Regions from separate parts of the Sus scrofa genome. Here all the other regions are linked to region 4. The links are chromatin contacts, called in public Hi-C, HiChIP or PLAC-seq and promoter capture Hi-C maps. All regions are on one chromosome and are shown on one strand. Each heading gives the region's core, a stretch centred on a gene start, on an enhancer-like site or on the middle of the called end of the contact. The rest is flanking DNA. Distances are from core to core; before and after follow the strand shown. Region 1 holds the start of NHP2 (H/ACA ribonucleoprotein complex subunit 2). Region 2 holds the start of HNRNPAB (heterogeneous nuclear ribonucleoprotein A/B). Region 3 holds the start of PHYKPL (5-phosphohydroxy-L-lysine phospho-lyase). Region 4 holds the start of CLK4 (dual specificity protein kinase CLK4).

Evidence for each region. Promoter capture Hi-C pulls out the DNA fragments that hold promoters and counts their contacts. A called contact is a pair of places that touch in the nucleus more often than the background predicts. HiChIP or PLAC-seq counts read pairs in DNA pulled down with a chosen protein or histone mark.
Region 1: a contact with region 4 is called in a Hi-C map of liver, with 4 times the contacts expected there. The contact joins the promoter of NHP2 here to the promoter of CLK4 in region 4. A contact is called at or near these places in 1 of 5 promoter capture datasets (liver), 1 of 47 Hi-C or Micro-C datasets (liver) and 1 of 2 datasets of contacts at active chromatin or transcription factors (alveolar macrophages).
Region 2: a contact with region 4 is called in a promoter capture Hi-C map of liver, with 5 times the contacts expected there. The contact joins the promoter of HNRNPAB here to the promoter of CLK4 in region 4. A contact is called at or near these places in 1 of 5 promoter capture datasets (liver), 1 of 47 Hi-C or Micro-C datasets (liver) and 1 of 2 datasets of contacts at active chromatin or transcription factors (alveolar macrophages).
Region 3: a contact with region 4 is called in an H3K27ac HiChIP or PLAC-seq map of alveolar macrophages. The contact joins the promoter of PHYKPL here to the promoter of CLK4 in region 4. A contact is called at or near these places in 1 of 47 Hi-C or Micro-C datasets (embryonic fibroblasts) and 2 of 2 datasets of contacts at active chromatin or transcription factors (alveolar macrophages and skeletal muscle).

What each region holds. Positions count from the first base shown.
Region 1 is chr2:80,222,002-80,224,701 of Sscrofa11.1, forward strand. It overlaps NHP2 (H/ACA ribonucleoprotein complex subunit 2), which reads left to right and starts at 1,438. Exons shown (of 4, transcript XM_003123671.4): 1 at 1,438-1,671; 2 at 2,028-2,097. The coding sequence starts at 1,512.
Region 2 is chr2:80,192,489-80,195,208 of Sscrofa11.1, forward strand. HNRNPAB (heterogeneous nuclear ribonucleoprotein A/B) reads right to left here and starts at 1,438. Exons shown (of 7, transcript NM_001112695.1): 1 at 1,428-1,438; 2 at 1,068-1,334; 3 at 152-320. The coding sequence starts at 1,312.
Region 3 is chr2:80,141,291-80,143,990 of Sscrofa11.1, forward strand. PHYKPL (5-phosphohydroxy-L-lysine phospho-lyase) reads left to right here and starts at 1,310. Exons shown (of 14, transcript XR_002341728.1): 1 at 1,310-1,490; 2 at 2,302-2,420. It overlaps COL23A1 (collagen alpha-1(XXIII) chain), which reads left to right. Exons shown (of 27, transcript XM_021084365.1): 27 at 1-6.
Region 4 is chr2:79,727,862-79,730,731 of Sscrofa11.1, forward strand. It overlaps CLK4 (dual specificity protein kinase CLK4), which reads left to right and starts at 1,599. Exons shown (of 13, transcript XM_021084353.1): 1 at 1,599-1,756. It also overlaps the pseudogene LOC106507310.

The DNA of each region.
Region 1 (2,700 bases), core at 188-2,687, 490 kb after region 4:
GGGTTTGATCCCTGGCCCCCGCTCAGTGGGTTAAGGATCTAGCTGTGCCGTGAGCTGTGGTATAGGTCACAGACGCTGCTCAGATCTGGCATTGCTGTGGCTGTGGTGTAGGCCTGTGGCTACCGCTCTGATACAACCCCTAATCTGGGAACTTCCATAGGCAGTGGGTGAAGCACTAAAAAGAAAAAAAAAAAAAAATTTCCACTTTCTGGGCTGTTCCACCACCACAAAAATGGAGGGCCTAACACCGCATGATCAAGGCAACTGACTTACAGCAACGATCTAATTAATATCCACCCAATAGGACACAAGAAATAAGGCAGAGGTACAAGATCCACCCTGGTCTAGGCCTGCTTGCCTCTCCAGCGGCACCATCCACTAATCCTCTACAGATAACTACACACAGAGTGCCTACTCAGAGCTCTCCCCACGACGCCCCAACTTCTCAGCTTCAGTGTTCAAGCCTTCTTCTGCAGTTCCCGCTGTCTCCGCAATGCCTCCCCTGTGCGTGATGCCAGGCAGTGGTAGGAACGATGAGGAAAACAGAGGGTTAGGGGATGCCGATGCAAGGTGAGCCTGAACTGCAATTTTTTTTTTCCCATGCCAGTGGAAGTTCCCGCCGCCAGAGACGGAACCCGCGCCACAGAAGCAACAGTGACAACACTGGATCCTTAACTAGCTACGCTACAAGGGAACTCCCAAGGACTGGAATTTTAGGTTAAGTGTGGTCAGGAAAATCTCCCACATGGGTAACACCTGAGCAGGTCTCTGCGGGAAGGGCGGGAAAGAAAGTCACCGGCTCTCTGGGGAAAAGCGGTCCAGATCGAGGCACTCAATGAATGGGGCCATCCCTTACCAGGAAAGAGAGCAGAGCGTGAGAAATCGTGCTAGAACGAAGAAATCGTTATCAATTAAGTTAAGGCTTTACTTTAACCTTAGTACCTAGGGTATACGCCACCAGGACCGGCTCTGGACCCGGGACCTGACCAGGCTCGGCACTGCCCATTGGAGGGATCAGATTCTAAGGAGGTGTGGAATCACACTGGGCCGACCTCTGGTAGCAGAACCCGCCCTTTAAGCTAGGATCCGTCCTTTTAGACTTGGTCACGCCCCCCACAGGTACAGCCTCCGCCCCCTCGTCTCCAGTATGGTTGACGCGCAACTCTCAGACGAGCCAGACGAGCCGAGGCAGCCGTCCCAGTCCCTCTTCTCCTCCTCCAGGCCCCGCCTCCCTCCGGGCTCCGCCCCCTCCCTCAGAGGTCCTCGGACTCCGGCCTTAATCCGCCCCGCCTCAGCTGTGGGAATGGTCCTGCCCCTACCGCCGAGACTCTGCCCCCCGCTCTATATTTAACGAGTTTAGCATCGGTGATTGGTCAGAGTCTGGGACCTGGGTTCCTAATTGGCTGTCGTGTACTGACTGCTTCCCTCAGAGGGGCATGACCCGGAAGCGATTTCTGAAGCGCCGGCCGCGTGTACTCGGTTCTTGGGCACTTGGTTGCCGAGTTGCTGCCATGACCAAAATAAAGGCAGATCCCGACGGGCCGGAGGCCCAGGCAGATGCGTGCTGCGGGGAGCGCACTTATCATGAACTGCTGGTGAATCTGAACCCCATCGCGCAACCCCTGGCTTCTCGCAAACTGACACGGAAGCTCTACAAATGCATCAAGAAAGGTGCGGTGGTGGGATGGATTGGGAGTTTGGGGTTAGCAGATGCAAACCACTGCATTTGGATTGGATAAGCAATGAGATCCTGCTGTATAGCACAGGGAACTATATCTAATCACCTGTGCTGGAGGATAATGTGGAAAAAAGGAATGTATATAAATATATAACAGGATCACTTTGCTATATAGCAGTAGTTGACAGAACATTGTAAGTCAACTATAATAAAAAACTTTTTAAAGAAAATCTACAGCCTCAGAAAATAAATAAAAATTTTAGAAAAGAGAGATGCGGCGGACGCCGGGCAGGGTGGGGACGCTGGTGGTGGCCCAAGGCCCCCGGGGCTGATTCCCCTGTCGTTGCAGCCGTAAAGCAGAAGCAGATTCGGCGCGGGGTGAAGGAGGTTCAGAAATTTATCAACAAAGGCGAAAAAGGGTAAGAACCCCCTACTGCCCGGTTTTGCATTTCTAAACGATGACGAAAGTATCCCTCCTACTTAGTAGGTAAAAGTGCTCTGACTTGCCCTGATATTCAGGTGATTAGTCGGTAAATTCCTTTCAGCACAGATGTCAATACATCACTTGCACGAGCTCTAAGGGACGGCCATGGGGAAAGAGAATTCCAGGGGAAGCCAGTCATATAAGCCAACTCACTTCAGGTAGATCCCAGCTTCATTCATGCAGCCACTATTTACTGTCTGCCCCTTTTCAGGCACTTGCTACAGGAGGAGATAGTGACATTAACCACACAGGATTACAACTTGTCATAGGCAACTACAGAAGGGAAAAAAGTACAGGGTGCGGTGAGAATGACTTCATTACCCTACATCTTCCCTATTTGGCATTTGTCAGATTCAGGAACTTATTTACGTTTCTATCTTATTATTATTATTATTTTTTTTGTCTTTTTAGGGCCGCACCCAAGGCATATGGAGGTTCCCAGGCTAGGGGTTTAATCGGAGCTGTATCCCCAGGCGTACCTCACAGCCACAGCAACATGGGATCCCAGCCACATCTGCGACCTACACCACAGCTCACA
Region 2 (2,720 bases), core at 188-2,687, 460 kb after region 4:
ACCCCTTCAAATAACAAACTCATAAATTTCCAAACTTCCTTTTCCCCAAGCATTCAACCATGTGCAGAACACATAAACCAGTCATAGACTAAGAATGGTGGCATAATCTTAGAATACACTGAGACTCCTGATTATACAATACCCAACTTACCTTCTCCACACTGGCTGCATCTTTGAAGAGGATAAACCCAAACCCTCTTGACCGGCCAGTGTTGGGATCCATTTTTATTGTACAGTCAACGACCTCTCCAAATTTGGTAAAATAATCCTTTAGGTCCTTTTTGCTGGTATCCCAGCTCAGGCCACCAACGAACATTTTTCTGAAATGGTGGGGTAAGACACACGGCAACAAGCCTTATGAGAAAGCTGTGATTTTAGAAGAATTGGTCCTAGAAAAGCTTTCACTGACGTAATTATAAATAAAACCACCAACCTGAGCAAAGGTCCACCCCTAAGAGGCCGCAAAGGTTCTACCTCTGGAGGTTAATAAACCTCTGCTACCCTTCAAAACCCAATCTTGACCCTAACGACTCCGCACCCCCCAGGGCTGGTGGGGGAAGGAAGCACAACCTGACCAGAGAGCTAGACCCTGAGCACCACAACTGGAAGGAACCCAACCCAACAACCACGTATCAAAACGCTACAGTCCCTGCCACTCTCCACCACCTCCGAGCACTGGCTCTCAAGGAACTCAAGGCTTCCGGGCCGAGTCCGCGTTCAGGCTGTGACTCCGCCCTCGGCAGGAGGCGGAGGAGGGAGGCCAGGGCGCGCGCCAACTCCGCCCACGCAGCCCCGGCAGCCCGCGACCCGCCGGCCCCGGGTCCGAGCGCACTCCCCTTCCGGGCCGCCCGGCCCCGGCCCCGCGCCAGCGGCCCCAGGGCGGCGCCAAAGTCGACCCAACAAACTCCCTCAAACTCCCGCGCGCGCAGCGGCGGGCGGCGCGGAGTTGCTGGTTTGCGGGCCGCGAGCAGGCCCCGGCCGCCCGCCCCTCCCCCCGCCGCATGGCTCCAACAAAAGGCGGCCCCGGAACAAAGGCGGCGCCCCCGTCGGCCCGTGGCCGCACCTACCCCGCGTCCTCTTCGTTCTTGCTGGCGTTGATCTGGTCGCCCTCGGCGCCGTTCTGGTTGCCGGCCGGGGGCGCCGCGGTCCCGCCTCCAGAGCCCGCTGCGGCGCCGCTGCTGGTGCTGGTGCCGGTGCCGGTGCCGGTGCCGGTGCCGGTCCCGGCCGGCGACTCGCCTTCGGGGGCGGCCTCGTGTCCGTTCTCGGTGGCGCCCGTGGTCTCCATGGGCTGCTCTTCACCCGCTTCCGACATGTTAGGCCGAGGCACGCGGCTCCTGCAACAAGCGGCCACATACAGACACAGCGCGTCAGGCCCGCACGGCTCATGCCCGGACTCCCGCCCGCCGCCCGCAGGCCCGGCCGCTCACCTCGCCGCCGATGACGCCGCGGGGCCCGCTTGTCCTCACCCGCCGAGAAGGCGCCGCGGGCTCGGCCGCGCTCACACTCGCGCTGCCGGGCCTCTCCCCCGTCTACCGACGGAGCCTCCGCGATCGCGCGCCCTTCTCCTCGGCTACCGGAGACGCCGAACAGAATCCTCAGACGGATAATCTCGCCCGGGCCCGCGCGGTGCCGCCGCCTGACAATGCCGACTCGTGGCGCTCTTTATAATGCCGGAGCCGGGGCCACCTCGCAACAAGGCGCATGCTCATTGGCTTCGGCGGCTCGTCACTCAGCCCGGCGCCGGCGTCCCGTTGGCCGCGGCGCCGCGCGCACGCTAGATTCGGGCGGGCTTTGTCCTCATTTTAGAATCCGCGCGAGCCGAGGCCTTGCTAAGGATCTCGGGGTCCGCTGGCCGGACGGCCCTGTCTCTAGGGGCGGGCAGCCCGAGCCCGGAGGCGGAGAGGTCGGAGACTGACGCTCCGCCCTTTGAGGCCGTAGTCTCTCGTCCCCGGTACCCAATCCCAAAGTTGGCCGCCTCGGCCACTCCATTTCCCAAAAGAGGAAACTGGTCTCGAGGAAGCCTCGGAAACCAAGGTTGCCCGGCTGGAATTGGCGGAATCCAGCCTTCCGAGATTAGGCGCATTCGGTCCTCCAAGGCCCTCCGCATGGCTCTGAAAAATTGCGACGGGGCCCGCCCGCTCCCTTGACCTTGGTGCCTTCAAAGCCACGATCTCTGGCCCTTTCTGCCGCCTCCCCCGGAGGCTAGAAGCCGGGAGGGGGCGGAGTCCGCTAGGTGTCTGTAGCCATTAGTGCTCCGCCCCACGTCCCGGCGGGAGAAACCGTGGGACCACGAGGATCCCCTTGGCAACACTTTCACGACTAGTATCGCATTTTTACTTTTGATTACTTAAAATCTTTCATTTAATTCATTTATTTTTGCTCTAATCTATTTTTAAGAAAAGTAAACCGCTTCCGTGAAATCTTGAAGTTTGAGGGAAGGGAAAAATAGTTCTTTTTTCTGATATACAAAACCCCTCAATATTGATCTAGTTGACCACCGGGCTTGAAAGCCCTACGTTATCCCGTGATTCCTTTTAATCAAATGGGTGACAGGCCCCAAATAAACCAGGATTAAAACCTCTAAAGCCTGGGGATTACCAAATAACAGCAGAACACTAGTAGCTGACGTTTCCCACTGGAGTCCTGCTGCCAGGCCCAGTGTGGTGGGCTGGGCGTTTTATTTCCTCTTTTGACCTCCTAACAACCGTATGGAAGGTGGT
Region 3 (2,700 bases), core at 60-2,559, 410 kb after region 4:
CTTTAATAACTGCCTTAAGCATTTTACAGGGGCACGGGGGAAAGATGAAGAAATCAGCAATGAGGGAGCAAAGCAGAGGGCTAAGAATCATGAAGAAGTGACAGGAGGGTCCACAGGAGCCTCCCCCTGCCCAGACCACCCAGCTCAGGCCTGCATCGACACACCCTAGTTCTAGGGTGACCAAGACACAAAGTCCCAGGAAAGGAAAGCTCTCTGCTATCCCAGCTCCCCAGTCCTTCAGGGGCATTTTCCTCTCCCTGGAGTTGGGAGTCCCACCTCTGCTGAACACTTGCTGTGTGTCCGAGGCCATGTATAAGGCTCAGGAGGCTTCCTAACTCTCCTCCTGCCTCAACACAGTAAGGTTCTCTTAGGGTGCCTGTATCTTGTGCTTACCCCGCCTGGATTCCATCAGGAGGCCCAGAGGATGTGCCCCAAGACCTCCTCAGTCTGCCCCTGCAGTGGCCCTGGGCCCTCCTGCCGCTTCCTCACGGGGCTGGGAAGTCCCGGGTCCTTCTCCTGAGCTTCCCCGTCTTTGAGGCCCCAGCTGTGCACTAGGCTGGGTGCCTGTCACACGTTCCCGGTGAATGCTCACGGCGCATCCCAATTTATGCACCGGGAAGGCGGCCGAGAGACTGACCTCGAGGACCCAGGTGAGGCCTGCGGAAGCTCAGAGCCCCCCCTCGGGTGCAGAAGCAGCCCTGGGGTCACCGGGGAACCTTCCTTCCTGGGGAGGGAAACCGCAGGGGCCCGGAGTGCGAGGCCCATGGTGCGTCAGCATTAGCCAAGTCGAGCAAAAACCTGGCTCCTTGGCGGCGAAGTCTAAAGAGCTTCTCGGGGGCGAGGAGCCCACCGGACTCATTAGTCGAATGAAATTAGGAACAGACGTGAAACGGACCAGCTGAGGGCGGGACTGCAAAGCGATCTGCAGCCCGGAGACCCGTCCGTTCTGCAGTGGGCGTGGCCTCGGGGCGTGGCCTCGCGGATCCCCTCCCCCCCGCGGCGCCGCGTCTCCGCGCGACTGCGGAGGACGCCATGGCCGCGGACCCGCGCGAGAAGGCCGCGACTCTGGCCCTCAGGCGGCGGCTGCTCAGGTACCGGGGAGGGAGAGCAGGGGGCGCGCGCGCGCACGGCGCACGCATGTACGGCGCGGACCCAGCCCCGCCCGACAGGGCCAAGCGTCTTCCGGCCCACAACTCTTCTCTCCCCGGACCCCTCGCCGCGCGGGCGCGCGCGCAGCAACTCCTGGCGGCCGCCTCCCGCGCCTCCCGCGCCTCCCGCGCCTCCCGCGCCTCCCGCGCCTCCCGCGCCTCCCGCGCCTCCCGCGCCTCCCGCGCCTCCCGCGCCTCCCGCGCCTGCCTCGTCCTCTCAGCACTCGCAGCTGCTTTCGGGTTCCTAGGCGGATCTGGTCCAGTGGTGGCCCACCCCCCGACCTGGACAGAGCCCGAGAGTGACCTAAGAAGGAACTACAAATCCAGAAGAAGGGAGTGGGGGTTGGTTCCCCGGCAGCCTTAGAGAAGGGCTACCCTTGACTTGTGTCTGAGGGGCTCTCCGTGGGAGGTTGGGGCCTGAGTTAGCCTCGGGCTAGAGCTTGAGGCCAGCCCTCAGCAGGGCAGCAGGCTGTCTGGTAAGGACTGTTTAGGGCCAAGAGCCAGCCACCTAATGGGGGTGCCCTCCTCACACCCATCCCAGCAAAGAAACACTGCTTAAGGGAGCCTGTGTAGGTCTCGGGCAGCCATCTTTTCCGGGGACCCAAGGGACTCAGTGGGCACATGCAGAAATGAATGAAGCCTGATAGCCTTCAGATGACTTAAACATTTTAAGTTTTAGCAACTTTTTTTTTTTTTTTTTTTGCCTTTTTGCCTTTTTGCCTTTTCTAGGGCCGCTTCCTGCGGCATATGGAGGTTCCCAGGCTAGGGGTCTAATCGGAGCTGTAGACGCCGGCCTACGCCAGAGCCACAGCAACTCGGGATCCGAGCCGCGTCTGCGACCGTACCACAGCTGACGGCAATGCCGGATCTTTAACCCACTGAGCAAGGCCAGGGATCAAACTCTGCAACCTCATGGTTCCTAGTAAGATTAGTCGACCACTGCGCCACGACGGGAACTCCCAAGTTTTAGCAACTTCTTATCGCATCCCTTTTTCTCCTTTCCAGCCACCTATGGAGTGGGGGGACTGGAGGCAGGGACCCTTCAAGCTTTTGTCATTTCCAAAAAACTGGGAGTGGGGGAGTGGCTATAATGTGTGGATTTCTCCCTTTAGGTCTTAAGACATATCTGTCCATCTCTTGCCTGTCCCCACAGCAACTCCTGCAAACTCTTTTTTCCTGAGGATCCTATTAAGATTGTCCGAGGCCAAGGACAGTACATGTACGATGAAGAGGGAGCAGAATACATCGATTGCATCAACAATGTGGCCCATGGTCGGTATCAAATCTCAGGCTGGTGGGGGCAGAACACCAAAGCTGTGAACCTGGCCCAGGGGTTATCTTGAGGGTGTAGAGAGGTACAGAGAACTCAGGTTCAACTTAGTTCGAGTCTATCTGTTGAGTAGGCCCAGTCTTTCTGGAGTAGCTCTAGAAGTTTACAAGCAATAGCAGTGCTGAACCAGCAGGAATCAGAGACCTGGGTCTGGGGGTCTAGTTCCACTTAGGACTGACAGTGAGCTCAGAGAACAGCACTTGGCCCAGCCATGACCAGCAA
Region 4 (2,870 bases), core at 349-2,848:
CGGATGGACCTCGAAGGATGGGCAAGATTTAAAATTGTAGATGCAGAAATGGTGACTGTTCCAGCTGAGGAGAATGACATTGCCTGTTTCATTCTACAGCATAAAGAATTTTCACTTCCAAGTAATCTTTTCAACTTCACTTCTTGAAGTGCGGGGACAATCTCCATAACAATTCAATTTATCCAAAGGAGGTTGTACAAGTTTCTGTGATGTCATATCACGAAATAACAGTGCCCTTCTTTCACTTAACAAGGTTAAAAAGTACAAGGTACAGACCCATATAATTGGGAGGTTCAACTCTGCCCTCCTATATTTGATTTCTGATTTTTTTTATTGACTGTTTTTCAGAACGTGAAATCCCCTTGACACTTTTCAGTACTAGCAGAAAAGTTCCTGACTCCTTCCTAGCATTTGGCACTGTAAGCTTTCCCTCCTTTAGGCTTGCTCTGACACCATACTCTTGGCTCTCCTCTCCTTCTGGTCATTCCTGCTCAGGCTCTCTGTCCCTTGAAATGATTTTGGCTTTCTCTCTTCTCTCTCTACAGGCTCACAACGGCAAACTAGGGATTCTTAGAAACTGCAAAACACCTTGAGGTAAGCAAGCTCCTTAATGGGGCTTACTAGCTCTCAGACATTATTCTGCCTTGGTTAAATAAAACTGACCCATAGGGACAAATAATGTGGTAACCTTTGTTAGGGAAACTTCCAGCTACCAAATCCTGCCCAGGCACAACAGGAAAAACCTTGAAAGGAGTCCCAGTTTAAATTTCTTTTGATATTGTTGTGCACAGGCCTTAAAAAGATAAGCACCCCTGAGCTTATTTCCCGAGACATTCTCTTCGAGCCCATTTTTAGACAGAAGTTCCAAGCGACTGAATTACACAATCTCGTTCACTGAACTGCCCCCAGCGCCAACCTGGGCCTGGCACAGAGCGGGTCTGGGGGCTTATCTCTCTTGTGGTGACTGTGTCTAGAGTTCAGGTCCTTGGGTAGGCGGAGGGCAGGCAGCCAAAGTGCCAAAGGCTGAAGAGCAGAAAAAGGAGCCATTGTTGGCTTTGCCTAGAGGTGCTGCCTTCAAAATAACTCGTCCTGGAGTTCCCCTCGTGGCTCAGTCGTTAACGAATCCAACTAGGAACCATGAGGTTGCGGGTTCGGTCCCTGCCCTTGCTCAATGGGTTAACGATCCGGCGTTGCCCTGAGATGTGGTGTAGGTTGCAGACGCGGCTTGGATCCTGCGTGGCTGTGGCTCTGGCGTAGGCTGGTGACCACAGCTCCGATTAGATCCCTAGCCTGGGAACCTCCACATGCCGCGGGAACGGCCCAAGAAAATGGCAAAAAGACAAAAAAAAAACCCCAAAAACTTCTCCTGAAGGAACAGACACGCCACAGCTGAGGCCAGTGCGCCGGCACTCGCTCCAATTTTCACCTAGACTCCAAAAACGAAAACAACCTAGGGCGTCGCCTGAGCTCCGGCGGGTTTCGGGGCGGGGACCTCCTGCCCCGCGCAGACGCGTTGCGGCGGACCGGGCCCGCCACTGACGTCACAGGAGCCCCGCCCTTTAGGGGGAGCGGCGGGAGCGCGCGAGCTCTGTCACGCAGGCGCGTTCGCGGGTTGTAGGTGGTGCTAGAGGCTGCCGGGGGGTTGTAGGGAGACGGCGCTGCCGCCATTTTGTGGGGTGTTTGTCGCAGCGCCTGTAGAGAGAAGACGGCGGTTTGGCGGCCTTTCGCGGCCAAAAGGCCTTTTGCTTTTGCGGAGGTAACGTTTCAGGTGGGGTGTACTGGGATGGGCGGCCTCCCAGTCTTATAGGAGTCAAAGCCAGGTGTCGGAAAAACGACCGGGTTCAAGGCCTCGGCGACCGGAGTTCTTTCGCGGCACAACTCTGCTCGTGGCTTTTAAAACCTGAAGTTGCCCAGATGTCATGGTAAATTTAAAGTCCTAGGGCGGAAAGACCTCGGCTCTGCTGCTTATTCTTCACTGGGAGCTCAGGCTGCTCGCATCAAGGCTGCGGAGGCCTTTGCTCCTCCCGTCGGCCACAGCGAGGACCTGTCGGGAGGCCCTTCGAGAGCCGCGGGGGGTTGTGTTGTGGTAGACCCAGCGCTCCCCTCTGTGCCTGGTCTCGGTCGCCGGTAGCATTTGGGTGTTTTCCGGAGTCGCATATCTGTCCCTGTCTGTGAGTGAGCCAAAGGCCCTGGGCGGGTAGGCGGGGGTCGGCGACCGGGCGTCCGAGGAACTGCAAGTCTGCAAGTCCAGGATGGTGGAAATGAGCACGGGAGAGGCAGAAATACTGAGAGGCTCATCCTTTGTGCGGAACTGTATTTTTCCTAAGGTGGAGCTTACCCTTGTGCGGCAGATCTGTATTTCTGATACTTGTATAGCTTGCTGTCCTTGATCCTTAAGCAACCGCTATATGCTTGTCTGAGCCTTAAGAAACAGCATTCAAAACTGCCTGGGTCAACCACCTGGTCCTATTTTATAGCTATGTTTGTGTGATTGTGTTCCATACATACAGCCACAGGCTTCGGCTTCTTGTTATTTATTAAATGCAGTCCTCTTGGATCCATCTAATTGTGATATTTCTAGCCACATTAAATATAGAGAGAGTGCATAAAATTGTCCGCATAAGATATGTCAATCAGAATGCTCACTTAAATCAATAATATAGAGTGTTAAAGGGCAGTAGAGAATCAGATTCCTAAGATGGATATAAACCCGTAGATTTATTCTATCTGCTGTTTTTATTGAAGTATGTCTGGTGATTATAACATGTAGGATTCTTTATTAATTAGAGATGGTGTAACAATTCTAGATTTTCTTTTTTGTGTATGCGAAAGAACCTTGTCTGTGTAACCAGGGTTTGGGATTTTTCTCT